Linked DNA regions of Mus musculus: region 1 is linked to region 2. The links are chromatin contacts, called in public HiCAR-type maps. All regions are on one chromosome and are shown on one strand. The core of a region is the stretch at or near the end of the contact, and the rest is flanking DNA. Distances in the headings are between cores, read along the strand shown. Region 1 has its middle 57 kb from the start of Gm24285. Region 2 has its middle 54 kb from the start of Gm36595.

Region 1 (5,993 bases), core at 2,832-5,331, 740 kb after region 2:
GATTACACAACTGCTGTTCCAAATTTTTTTCTCATACAAAATAAGAAAGGCAAGAGCTGTTCATAAATTAAATAACAGATTGTTTCCTGAGAAAATAAAGCATATCTGTATAGCAAGAAAGAAGGAGAGAGGGGAGGAGGGGGAGGGGAAGGGAGGGAGGAGAGGAAGGGAGAGAGAGAGTGAGAGAGAGAGAGAGGGAGAGAGAGAGAGAGAGAGAGATAAACCTCCTGGTCCACCACCAAGAAAAAGCTCTAGAACAAAAACACAAGTCTCTTTGAAAGAAGACTGTCCTGATGTGAACTTCAGCCTTTTATACATGCTAGTTTTATCTTTTTGGGCTTCAGACTCTGGTCTGCTGTTTTTTATTAATAAAATGGAGATAATAAAATCAGCTTCAGAAAGTTTTGTGGATTAGACAAGCACCTCTTCTGTTGTCTGTCAACAATAATTTCTTCACCTATTCTCTCTACACCTATGAGAATATGCTGGCAATACTTAACCTTAACCTTAAGTACTTAACCTTCACATCCAATCCTGAACAACCCCTTCATTGTGAGTAATAGCATCACAACTTCAAGTCGGACACAAGTATCTTACATGTCTGTGAAGATACTGCCAATTCCTAATTCATACTGCTTTAGGGATTGTTAAGGCTCAATAATGTTCCAAAGGATGAGTAGCAAATAAAAAAAAAAGAGGGAATTTACAACTCTCATTGGCATTCACTAGGTTTCAAAATTCACTTACAATACGTGAGGATAAGTAATAATTGCTCATCTCGTTTGACATTTATGAAGGACATATGATGAGTTAATTATTTGCATATCCATATTCAGGTTGCAACTACTGGGAATGAAAAGCATCTCATATACCTAGCATAATCCATATCACATAACAATAACAACCTTGGCTAATAGGTAGAAGCATGTTCAAATTTTTAAGTAATTTTATCTTTATGAATGTTTTACTTGTGTATATAAAAGTATCCTACATATGTGCAGTACTCTCAGAGACTAGAAGAGGCCAACAGACCTCATGGAACTAGAATTACAAATGGCTGTGAGCCACCATATGTATGGTGGATATTGATCTCACATCTGCTGCAAAAGCAGCAAGTACAAGGAACCACTGAGCCATCCCTCCAGCTCCAAGCATACCCATCCTTAAAGAGATGCAACTCTGTCTTACAGTGCCTCAAAAGATAGAGGTGGAGTCATCTTTAAATAATTTTTGTGATTATCAAGTTATGGGGTCATACCTATGATCTATAATGCCAGTCTGGAGGCAGAGGCAAGAGGGTTAGGTGGTCAAACTAAGCCTCACCTAAGTATGGAGTATGAGACCAGTCTCAGTTGCATGAGATCTTGTCTCAAAAAACACACTCACGCAGAAGAGAGGGGGGTTGCTAGTATACAATCTTTTCTTATATGAGGACCTCAGATATTTTGCTGAATGTTGTGTTGAACTGCCTATAGCTTTAAATGTTGATGTTTGGTCTGTTGCTCTGTATTATAATGCTAACTTTGGGCCCCCATGACTTGATTGTCCCAGAGACTGTAGATAGACCCAAGTGACACTATGTGACCTGGCCCCCAAAGTTATTTCTGATTGGTAAATAAAGATACCTACAGCCTATAACTTGGCAGACTTGAGATAGTCGGAGCTTGGTGTTCCTGGCCAGGGACTTGAAAAAGACCACAATGAAGGGTGAAGAAGAGGAGGAAGAAGAAAAAGATACAATGGGTTAGGAGTCAAGAAAGCATGGCCCTGAGACTGGCCAACTGGAGTTAAGAGCAGCCCAGATGAAACATAGTAAGTAATAACTCAGGGTTATCAATGGAAAAGTAGATTCTAATAGCATAAAAGGGAGATATCTCCCTAACTCTAGGGCTGATTAAGGCTTATTGTAAATATAAAGGTTGCGTGTGTCTTTTATCCAGGAACTAAATGATCAGAGGCTAGTACAAACCCAGTATTAGGATTAAAAGTTTCTACAACATATTAGTGCCTCAACATCTGGCAAAATCTCACTTTAAAAAATAATTAATTTCAGATTCCTGAATGAAAGACACATGCTGTCCCTTTAAAATTAGGATGCAAGGAGAATTGGTTTCTTAGCAAAGTTGGTTTTTCCCCAAACCCTGCTGTTTTTCCCCAAACCATGTGGGGATTGAAACAAGGGCTAAAATATGTCCTAATTTGGAGTACATAATTCTGGGGTTCATAAGCATAAGCTAAGACACAGCTTTGCCCCCAAACCAAACAACATCCCAAGCAGCGGGCTTGAACTTCATCTGTAGTCTTCTCAAATGCAGCTTAGTCACAGGAATGCTAAAAGCCCCTGCTGTACAATGCTTTGCTAAATGTTGTACCGAAGTGCCTATAGCTTAAAGAATTTGCCATATTACTCTGAAGAAGAGTCTACTGAATGTCATGACTTAGCAACAGGATTCAGCCAAGTTACCCAAGAGCTGGGAGATGGTTGAAAGTGTAAAATGCTAGACACAGAAGCCTGACAACCTGAACTTGATCACCAAGTCTTATATAAGAAATATGATACAGTGGCATATGCCTATAATTCCAGTACTCATACAGAGAGATGGGGGAAGGATAAAGATAGGGGAACTGGTTGTAGAGTTATGAGCCAGTCAGCCTGAAGAATACAGTGGCAGAAACAAGAGACCCTACCACAGCAAGGCAGAAGGTAAGACCCAAATTCTAGAGGTTGTTCTTTGACCTCTACACAGGCACACATACAAACACACACACACACACACAGAGAGAGAGAGAGAGAGAGAGAGAGAGAGAGAGAGAGAGAGAGAGAGAGAGAGAGAGAATATAATAAAACTGTTTTAAATACAAAGTCAAAATAATCCAGGGAAGAAAATAGTGTGCCTTGCTCCTAAAGTCCGTTTAGGTCTCCATGTCATAGTGCTCAGAGTAGCCTTTGAAGCAATTTTCAAGCCCATAAAATGGAATCAGAGCTCTTTCCAGAACTGACTCCATCTTGTCACTGATGTGTCAAAATTTAGTAATCACTTATAATTCTGAGACTTTAATAGGCCAATGACACCTTTTGAAACTGTGTGATAATATTCAAACAATTTACTTACAGACAAGATGCAAGCTTTGGTCTTACATCTGAATAAGCAAATGTATGACTAAACATACAAACACAGAGGTCTAAGGTGGCACACTTAAAACATTACTGAAATGCTGGTTCTGTTTTTGAGATTGAAGTTTAGATAGAAAATTCTGTTTCATAATTGGATTATAATTGTTAAGGGGAATATTATATTGTTTTTAAACAGGAAAAATGTATAGATTTGCTATCACTTTGGGCATGACTAGTCATAAATATATTTCTAGGAAGTATAAAAAACTCTCCCATGTTCCTTTCTTTTTCCTTATGAAAAGTTCAAAACTGGTCTCAGTCACTTGGAAGATCTTTTTGAGATCTACCTTTGCAAGCCTGATTAGAAAAATTTTAACAATCCCACAAAAAAAGCAACAAAAGTGAAATCCATTGAATAACAGAATCCTTTCCCTAAATTATTTTTCCGAATCCTCTGCCAGAGCAAACACATGGTCTGTATTAGTCAGCTGGGTCCGCATCAATGTGTCAGCTGTATGAGCTGCTCGGGGTTCTTTGCCAAATCTATTACACTAAATCCCACTGTTTTTAAACCTAACTCCAAACATCCTTTTAAGTTCACAGAACATTCTAAATGTAGCATAAATGTACAACATTCTAAACCATCTCCATTTTGGAGGCATTTGAGCCTGTTTCTCTTGAATAAATCTCACCCTGCACTTCTTTAGGTACCTGCTGACTGAGAAGAACAAAAGTCATTGCCTTTTGGCACAATGGAGAGAAAGATAAGAAAGCTTTCTTTCCTTCCTTCTCTCTTTATTTCTTCCTTTCTTTCTTTGTCAATGTATTTTTCAAGTATTCCCTAAGGCAATGGGAGATACTAAAATAATTCAAAATAAATGTTACCAGATACTTGAAATGTGTTATTTGAAAGCACAAGTATGTTTCATGTTTTCTCCCTCAGCCATGTCACTGAGGAAGTCCCTTATGCTGTCAAAGAGCAACCATACAAGTTTAGCCTACGATGCTTTGACTCACACATAAATAATAGTACATGACATAGAATATCTTATTTTCAAACATGAGGTTGACTGTGATCAAATATGTCCTTATTTCTGAGAAATAAAATGAGAAAAATGTCTTCCTTGTAGATCAACATTACTTTCACTATGACAATGAAGCTAATTAACCATGATGTCAACTTACTACAACCCCTAAAAGGTCATTGCCTCATATTATGCCATATTCTAGGCATTAATTGAACAAGACAAAATATCTGTAGTTTCTCACTTAGTTTAAATATTTATAGTTCCTTCCAGCCATGCATAAACATTTCACTTTCTTGAGGGAGAAGATCAGATAGAACATCCACAAACACTCAGTTATCACACCTACACACATTAACGCACACACACACACATCTTTTCTACCTACTATGTCTGATCTTGGGTTAAAACAGAAACTCTGCTCCTCTCTTCATCCAATGCTCCCAGCAAGTCCAGTGTCTCCACTAAAACTCTAATCTTACCTGTTTACTCCAACACCTAAGCATTATCTCCCACTAGGGTGGGGGTGGGAATGGGGGCATCCTCTTGAAGGTGTCCCAGCGTAGAGGAATGCTAGAGTGGTGAGGCAGGAGTGGGTAGGTGGGTGGGGGAACACCCTTATAGAAGCAGGGTAAGCAGGGATGGGATAGGGGGTTTACAGAGGGATAACCAGGAAAGGGGGATAACATTTGAAATGTAAATTTAAAAACTTCAATTTTTAATAAAGAATATAAAAAGAAAAACTAAAAAAAAAACCCTAGTTCAAGGTTGTTCCATCAATGTAAAAATGATTTTTATGAAACTAGAGATGGCTCAGTGGTTAATAATGTGTATTGTTCTTGAAGAGGTCCTAAGTTTGATTATTAACACACACATTAAACAGTGCACAACACGAGTGCTTGGATTACACACACACACGTGCGCACACACACACAGACACAGACAGACAGACAGACAGACAGACAGACAGACAGACAGACACCACTCTGGTCTCCTTGGTGTGCCTGAGATTGCCAGGCAACCTTCCACCTGAGGATCTTTGTACTTTTCTTCTCTCTCTTAGTATGTTCATTCTCTCACTAGCTGTAACAATCTTTGGTCCAGTTGAGTTTAAACTTAACATGTTGCCTTCTCAGAATTGTCTCCCTGAGTGATCATTAATGGCACAGATGGCAGAGTGGGAAAGTTCTGAATGTAAGCCCTGGCTCTTGCTCTTACTGATAAAGTAATTCTCCTAAGAAAATTAATTTCTCTTATAAGATGGGTATAATGGTGCCTATCTCTGAAAATGCTTTCTTATAAACCTAAATGGAAATAATAACATATAAACCATATTACCCCAAAATTCTAATTGTAATGATTTGTAGTCACCATTAGCAAAAAGTATTAAGATAAGATTTCCCGAACAGATATAGTAATGTTTAAATTAGTAAGTAAGTTAATTACTTCAATTGACTCAGTTTTAATAAAAAAATGACTTTTCATTAAATAGTGCCATTTGGTACTAATTAAAAGATAATTAATAAAATCACAGTTAGAGCCTCTAAGTGATGTTTAATTATATAATCTAATTTTTCTAAATGAAATATTATTATATAGATGTAATTTTTATAAGGAGGCCTGTGGTTTTCACATATAAATATAGCACTCAACAATAGCATTGTAAATAAAATATATTCTTATATTAATTATTCCCATTATTAGGAAATATGTCAGCTTTAAATAGTAGCCTTTGTTTTATCTGATAATCTCCAGCAATTGTTCTGTATGGTGGTTTGAATATGCTTGGCCCAGGGAGTAGCACTACTAGGAGGCATGGCCTTGTTTAAGTGTGTCACTGGGGAGTAGACTTT
Region 2 (6,587 bases), core at 2,655-5,154:
TGAATACTCTTTTCCCTATCCAGAAGTTTGGTTGTATATAGACTGGACAGGGTTTAAACACTTGGTCCCTGACTCGTGTTTTGAGAGACTGTGGAAGCTTGGCCTAGCAGGCAGAAGTAGTTCTCTGGTGTCCCTGTTGAACGTGACCTCCACTTCTGTTTCTGAGCTCAAGCACTCTGTCTCACGATCCATCAAGATGTGATGGCAGCAGCCGCCACAAACTCTGCTCATTGTGGACTTGAACTGTCCAGCTGTCTTCTTTGAAATCTTTATGTCACTTCTATTGCGTAGTTTGTCCCTGTACGGAACACAGACGAACTCAGCATAGAGTATTATGACTTGTTTCCCTTTAAGTGCATGCAATTCACATTATGTCTGAATGCAAAAAAAAAGAAATAAAAAGGAAAGAAACATGATTGCTCTTAGGTCTGTTGGAGGAGAAAGTTTATTATATATATGTGGGAGAGCAGAGCTAGAGGCAGAGGCATCTGGGAGAGCCCAGAGTGGACATGAGTGAGGAAGGGAAGAGGAGAAGGAGAGGGGACAGAGTGGGGTCAGGCTCAGCAGCCAAGAGGCCCAAAGGCACAAAGAGGCTGGTAACCAAAATGGGTAGATTATATAGGAAAGAGTAACCAGAGAATTCAGGGTAGGGGGTGGGATATGCCAGCTAGCAGAACCCTGTAACTGGTAGGGACTCAGGGATTCAGGGAGATCCTGGTGGCCAGTGGCCACTTTAATATGTCAAATAGGCACCTCAACCATTTGTTATAGGTTTAGGGCCTAACATCCCAACCTTTTTTATGGATAATAAGTAATGTGGGGCAATGCAATCTTCTCTGTGACTACTTACTGCTGACTTTGGAGTATCTTTGTTGGGGGAAGTTAGAATGCTGGCCAAGGCCTGTCAAAACAGGCTGTTCGTTCACTGACCTGGCTCTGCAGGACCCTCTGGGTCTAGGGACCTACAGGCAGCAGCTGGAGCAGTTTTTGATGCTGGGGCTAGGGAAGTGCAGGCCACTTTTAAGTTATTCAGGATGCAGAATTTGAGGGAACATCTGGAGCTGGCAAATTGCTAGGGTATTCTCTAGTTTGTTTGAAATCTTCTGGGACAAATAGACTAGGGAGAGAAGGTAAAATGAAGGAGTTTAGGGGAACATTTTTATCTTGGGTGTTCATTTGAAACTTTCGGACCCAAAGGCCTGACAATTAGCTGAGCCCAAAGAGCAGAGGAGAGAGAGAGAGAGTTCCCACCCTCTGCAATAGGACGAATTGGCAAATGGGGAAGGGTGGTTGGTTGACAGTACTTATCTGGAGTCCTTTGTCCTGTGAGAAGTGGATTCAAGCTGATTCCCTGAAGCTTACAAGAAGCGTTTTTAAGTTTACAAAAAGAGACAAGAGGTTTAGATACGTTAGTATTACACCGTCTGCAATGTGTACTGAAATCCACAGTGCAGAAAAAGCAGGAGCCTAGAGCCTTTGAGTACTTAGAAATCGAAGACTTAATACTTTGCTTTCTCTTTCATGCACCCAAGTCACAATGTGACTCTGGATGCAGCCCCCTCCCCTGTTCCTCCTCTTCCTCCTCCTTCAGCCCCTCCTCTATTTGTCTGCTAGCTTGCCTGATACCTCACCAAATCATGCGCTGGTCTCGTGTCACTATCAGTTGCTAGACACGCCGGAGTCTTGGTATCTAGAATCCACTGGAAGAAATCATCAGAAGCGTCAGTGTTCGTGACTGTGGACTGAGCACAAGTAGAAACAATATCAACAGATATCTTGCAGCTACTTAAATAAGCCTCGAGAGGAGAGAACTGATGATTATGGCCAGAAATCAAAATATACAACTTCCCGCGAGGAACATATATATAGAGAGAAGAAAAATAAAAGTGTAGGGGGTAAATATTGATTTTGTTTCTATACTGAAGAACAAAACTGTGTGATGCTTGTCACTTTTATGGTAATTCCTAGTAATCTGTAGCCTATAAACTTCTTCTCTGTCTGGGTGGAAATTTTGAATAGGTATGTTGATCGGTTTTAATTTGCTGGCAAAGACCGAAACTGTATTGAAGTGGATGAATTCCAAGCGTTAATTAAATTCAAGTTAGGCAGGGGTATATGAATTGTACAGAGAAGGCCTGGGATTTTTCTCGTAGGTGTTAAAAATGACAATTACCCAGACAGGGTGCGAAACTATCATACAAGACAGATGAACATTGATGTGGGTTTGGGGGAGTGATATAACCATCATGGCATGTATGTCTGGTGAGTGTTGTCCAAACACACATGGCAATCTCTGCCAACACTCCAGATGTTGGGATCTGTTTCTATGGGGAAGCACTTGCCATGCTGTGGAACCATTGTCCTGGTCACGCCAAGCCATCTGCCTTGCCCAAACTTAGCTTACAGTTGAATTTTCAGCTGCGTCGTTGACACCTCTCAAGTTTTCCCTTTCTGATACAGGCTCAGAGGTATATCCTGTATGGTACCTGTCAGTTCTTGGAAATCTAATGACTCATTTCCTAAAACGAGTTGATGTTGTTTTTCTGAAACATCTTTAAAGAACAAAACATATAATGACAAGTTAACCTCAGGTGATGTTTATATTTTAGAAGGTTTTAAGATACATACTGGTTGCTGAGTTAGGTATAAAGGGGTGTGTGTGTGTGTGTGTGTGTGTGTGTATGTGTGTGTGTGTATGTGTGTGTGTGTGTGTGTGTGTGTGTGTGTGTGTGTGTGTATGTGTGTGTGTGTAGGGGGGTTACCTGCTGTCCAAACAACACTTCTTCAGCTAAGAGCTGTATATTCAAATTACTACAAGAACATATTGACAATTGGCAAGATGATATAATTTAAGTCAAGAATCCTTGAGAACAGTGAGACTTTCATTAATTTGTCAGACATTTGAAGGCCAGGACCTTGTCTTGTTTGCCCCTGATTTCTTTCTATTTCTTTTTGTTTTTTGAAACAGAGTCTCATCATGTAACCCTGGCTGGCCTTGGACTTGATAAGTGGAGCAAGGTGGCCTCTAAGTAGCAGAAATCAGCCTGCTTGCTGGGATTAAAGTTGTGCTACGCAGTGTCTGCCCACGCTACAGCACCCTTTGTGACAGGGTGTAGACCGGCCGAAACTAATGAGATATCCTGATGCCCCTGCCTCCATTTTCCCACACCCCCTACCCAACCCAACCAGCCAAGAAGCCTGGCCCACCTTTGTTGAAGCCTTTAAAAGGGCTCTCTGTACGTATTTCGGAAAGCTGGAGTGCTGGCAATCAGACTTTCCTCATTCTGGAGTATGAGAGTCACAGAATTTGTGGAAAACATAGACATACAAAAGAAAAGATTTATTGTGGGGATTTGAGTTTATAAAATAACTAGTTTACCTGGAATCAGGAGGTGAAGTCAGGAAGGTTGCAAATTTGACATTAACCTGGAATATACACTGACTGTTTCAAAACAACAAAAACAACCACTGGCCTGGCTGGTAATCCAGCTCAGCCCTAGAGTCGTTGCCCAAAAGATCAAGGACCTAGGTTCCATTCCTAGCACCCACTAACCAACCCCAAAAGAGCAACACAGTGGGAACTGGATTTTCTGCCTGGTGCTGGAGTCTGAATTTTTTAAGGGAGGCAGTGAGGAGGGCTGGGTGAGTATGAAGTGGGAGGTTCAAGGAAAACCCAGAGTCTTTGAAGCTTGACTGGAAACCACAATGAAGGAACAGAACTTCTGTCTGTCTGCCTCCAGGCCTCTAACGCTTAGGCTGGGGACACTGCGCAAGAGAAACTAGTGTCTTGTATGTCTAGGAGGTAAGGAAAAAAAACAAACCGCACTTGGCTCAGAAGTCAGAGAAAGTGAATCATGAGCTCCACTACTCACAGCACCAAGAGGTCCCAGCTGCAGCCCCACCCGACTCTGACTCTGCCGGCAACCGACTGTGAGTCAGCAGATAGGCAGTGCTAGAGGGGCTGCCTCATTCCTGCACCAACTTCCTGAGGAATGTTTGCACCTTCTTTTCTGTGTTCTAAACCTTTTGAAAACTATTTTCATGGCTCACATTAGCTCTGAATGACACAGAAGTGGGGAGGTCAACAACCGAAGCTCTTACTTAGGCAAACTGATATAACACAAATAATAATAATAACAATAGCTATTATTATTACCATTATTATTCCTGTCTAACCTTCTGTCAGGCTAGCATCCTTTCACATCTTTTAATGATGCTTAACTTCCAAATAAAGACAAACAGGAAATACTACCTCAGGCTAACATAACAAAAGCAACCCTCACACACATGAAAACATCCAGAAACTGACAGTGATCCTGTCCTAGGAGAAATAGATGGAGCCCTGGAAGATAGAGGAGGTATTCAACAGACATTTGCATTCCCTCTTTTAACTGTTATTAACAGCAATGCAGGAGTTAGAGCTTCAAGCCGATCTCTAGAGAATATATACAGAGCACTTTGGCCCTATACCTAGCAGAGGAACTCTTGGGTGTGGTAGGTAGCCTATGCCTGTAACCCTAGCACCTGAAATCCAGAGGAGGCTTTGAGTTAGAGGCTAGCCTGGACTTAACGGTGCGTTCACAAATAGACTAAGCCACAGTATGAGACTCTCTTAAAATACAATCAAACAAACAAAGGAAAGCAATGGGCTGAGGGAAGAAGAAATTCGCCAGGTTTGGAACAGGGACGGTTCTTTTCAAACAACTGACTTTTATTTTGTGTGTGTTTGACTGCATATATGCATGTGTACCTCATATTTGCCACACTTGCTCATGGAAGCTAGGCGAGGATATCAGATCTTCTGAAAGTGGAGTTAAAGACAGCATTGAGCTGCTGTGTGGATACTGGAAATTCAACCCAGGTCCTCTGCAAGAGCAGTAAGAACTCCTAACCACTGAGCCATCTCTCCATACATATGGATCTTGTATACTCCATTCCATAAAATCCCAAGACTTCTTTCCCTTTCAAAATGGGGATATTTGGGGTGGCGGGGTGGGGGGGACTAAAGATATTGCTCCATTGGTAGAAGGCTTGTCTAGTACACATAAGGCCTACGGTTTGATCAGCAGCACCACACAAACTAGGCACAGTGGGACATGTTTGTAATCCTGGCACTCAACAGGCAGAGGCAGAATCTGCAGTTCAAGACATTCTTGACTGTGTAATGAGTTTGAGGTTACCCTGGGAAACATGAGACCCTGTCTCAAAAATAAGGTACATTTTTGCTCAGGCCTAGAATTTAATTTGAGGTTCATGGCTCCAGAGGGTTAGTGTCCATGGACCTCATGGTTGAGACCATGATGGCAGGAAGGCAGGCATTGTGCCAGAGCAATGTCTGAGAGCTCATACCTCTACCCACAAGTGCAAGGCAAAAAGAGAAAGAGGGGGCTGAAGGTAGGAATGGCATGAGTTTTCTGAATCCCCCAAATCTGCCCTTAAATAACACACTTCCAGCAAGGGCTCATCTTCTAACCCTTTCTAAACAGTTCCACTAACTGGGTACCATGAATTCAAATATGGAGATGGGCCACTTTTATTCTAACCGCTACACATTGGTTTTATCCTTCCTCCTTTACATAGATCCTAATTATTGAATTCATGTACCCAGTCTTACTCAGCAAGTACTTTTACCATCTAAGCTATCTCACCATTTTGTTTACAACAAAATGTGATTAGCTGTTCACTTTGAGGCAGAGGAGAATCAAACATTTTTTTTTTTTAAATGAAAGTGTTATTCAAGTAACAGGTATTTTGTATGTAGGCTGCTGACTTTACTTTCAATACTTGGTTTTTTTTTTTTTTTTGGTTTTTCGAGACAGGGTTTCTATGTATAGCCCTGGCTGTCCTGGAACTCACTTTGTAGACCAGGCTGGCCTTGAACTCAGAAATCGGCCTGCCACTGCCTCCCAAGTGCTGGGATTAAAGGCGTGTACCGCCACCACCTGGCTTACTTTCAATAGTTGTAAAGAAATGAAAACTATATTCTGTGTGGGCTAGAAGAACATTTAAAAGACAGTAAGTAGATTTGGTGGCATATAATTTTATCAACTGTCTATGTCATTTCTGACTTATCTTTGTGATAAATACCTATCATAGGATCCTGTGTGCATATGAACAATGCTGGAAACTAGAAAGCAAGACAGAAACACATTTATACCTCTTCTGTTTAGCATGTCAACTCAGACCTGTAATCACAGCACTGAGGAGGTGGAGTTTGGAGGATGCCTGAGTTGCTGGATGCCGTGGGCTACAGAGAGACCCAACCCCCATGCCCCAAATAAAACAAAACAAAAATCTGTGCATGTCAGCCTACATCTGTAATCTCAGTATTTGGGCGGTAGAAGCAAGAGGATCAGGAGTTCAGAGTCACTGTGAATAGACAGTGCCAGCTAGCCTGAGCTACATGAGACCTTATCTCAAAAGAAACAAACAACAAAACAAAATCAATGCCAAACGAAACCCTAACATACTGTTTTCAATATGCAGTAACTATTCAACATCTTCAAATATGTTTTTTTTTAAATCTTCCCTCTTTCCTTATGACTTCTAACTACATATATATTGGTGTTCAAGGGTGTGGATTTGGT

The links. HiCAR-type assays count read pairs that join an accessible place to other places.
Region 1: a HiCAR-type map of fibro-adipogenic progenitors shows a contact between it and region 2, with 3 times the contacts expected there. The contact joins two enhancer-like sites.

What each region holds. Positions count from the first base shown.
Region 1 is chr10:57,227,705-57,233,697 of GRCm38.p6, forward strand. No RefSeq gene overlaps it. Among named protein-coding and RNA genes, the nearest start is that of Gm24285, 57 kb to the left of the region's middle. Within about 2 kb of position 4,082, at least 17 of the 459 cell types and tissues checked have an H3K27ac peak or open chromatin away from gene starts, as enhancers often do. A contact at or near this core is called in fibro-adipogenic progenitors, where this site is marked.
Region 2 is chr10:56,482,902-56,489,488 of GRCm38.p6, forward strand. No RefSeq gene overlaps it. Among named protein-coding and RNA genes, the nearest start is that of Gm36595, 54 kb to the left of the region's middle. Within about 2 kb of position 3,905, at least 136 of the 459 cell types and tissues checked have an H3K27ac peak or open chromatin away from gene starts, as enhancers often do. A contact at or near this core is called in fibro-adipogenic progenitors, where this site is marked.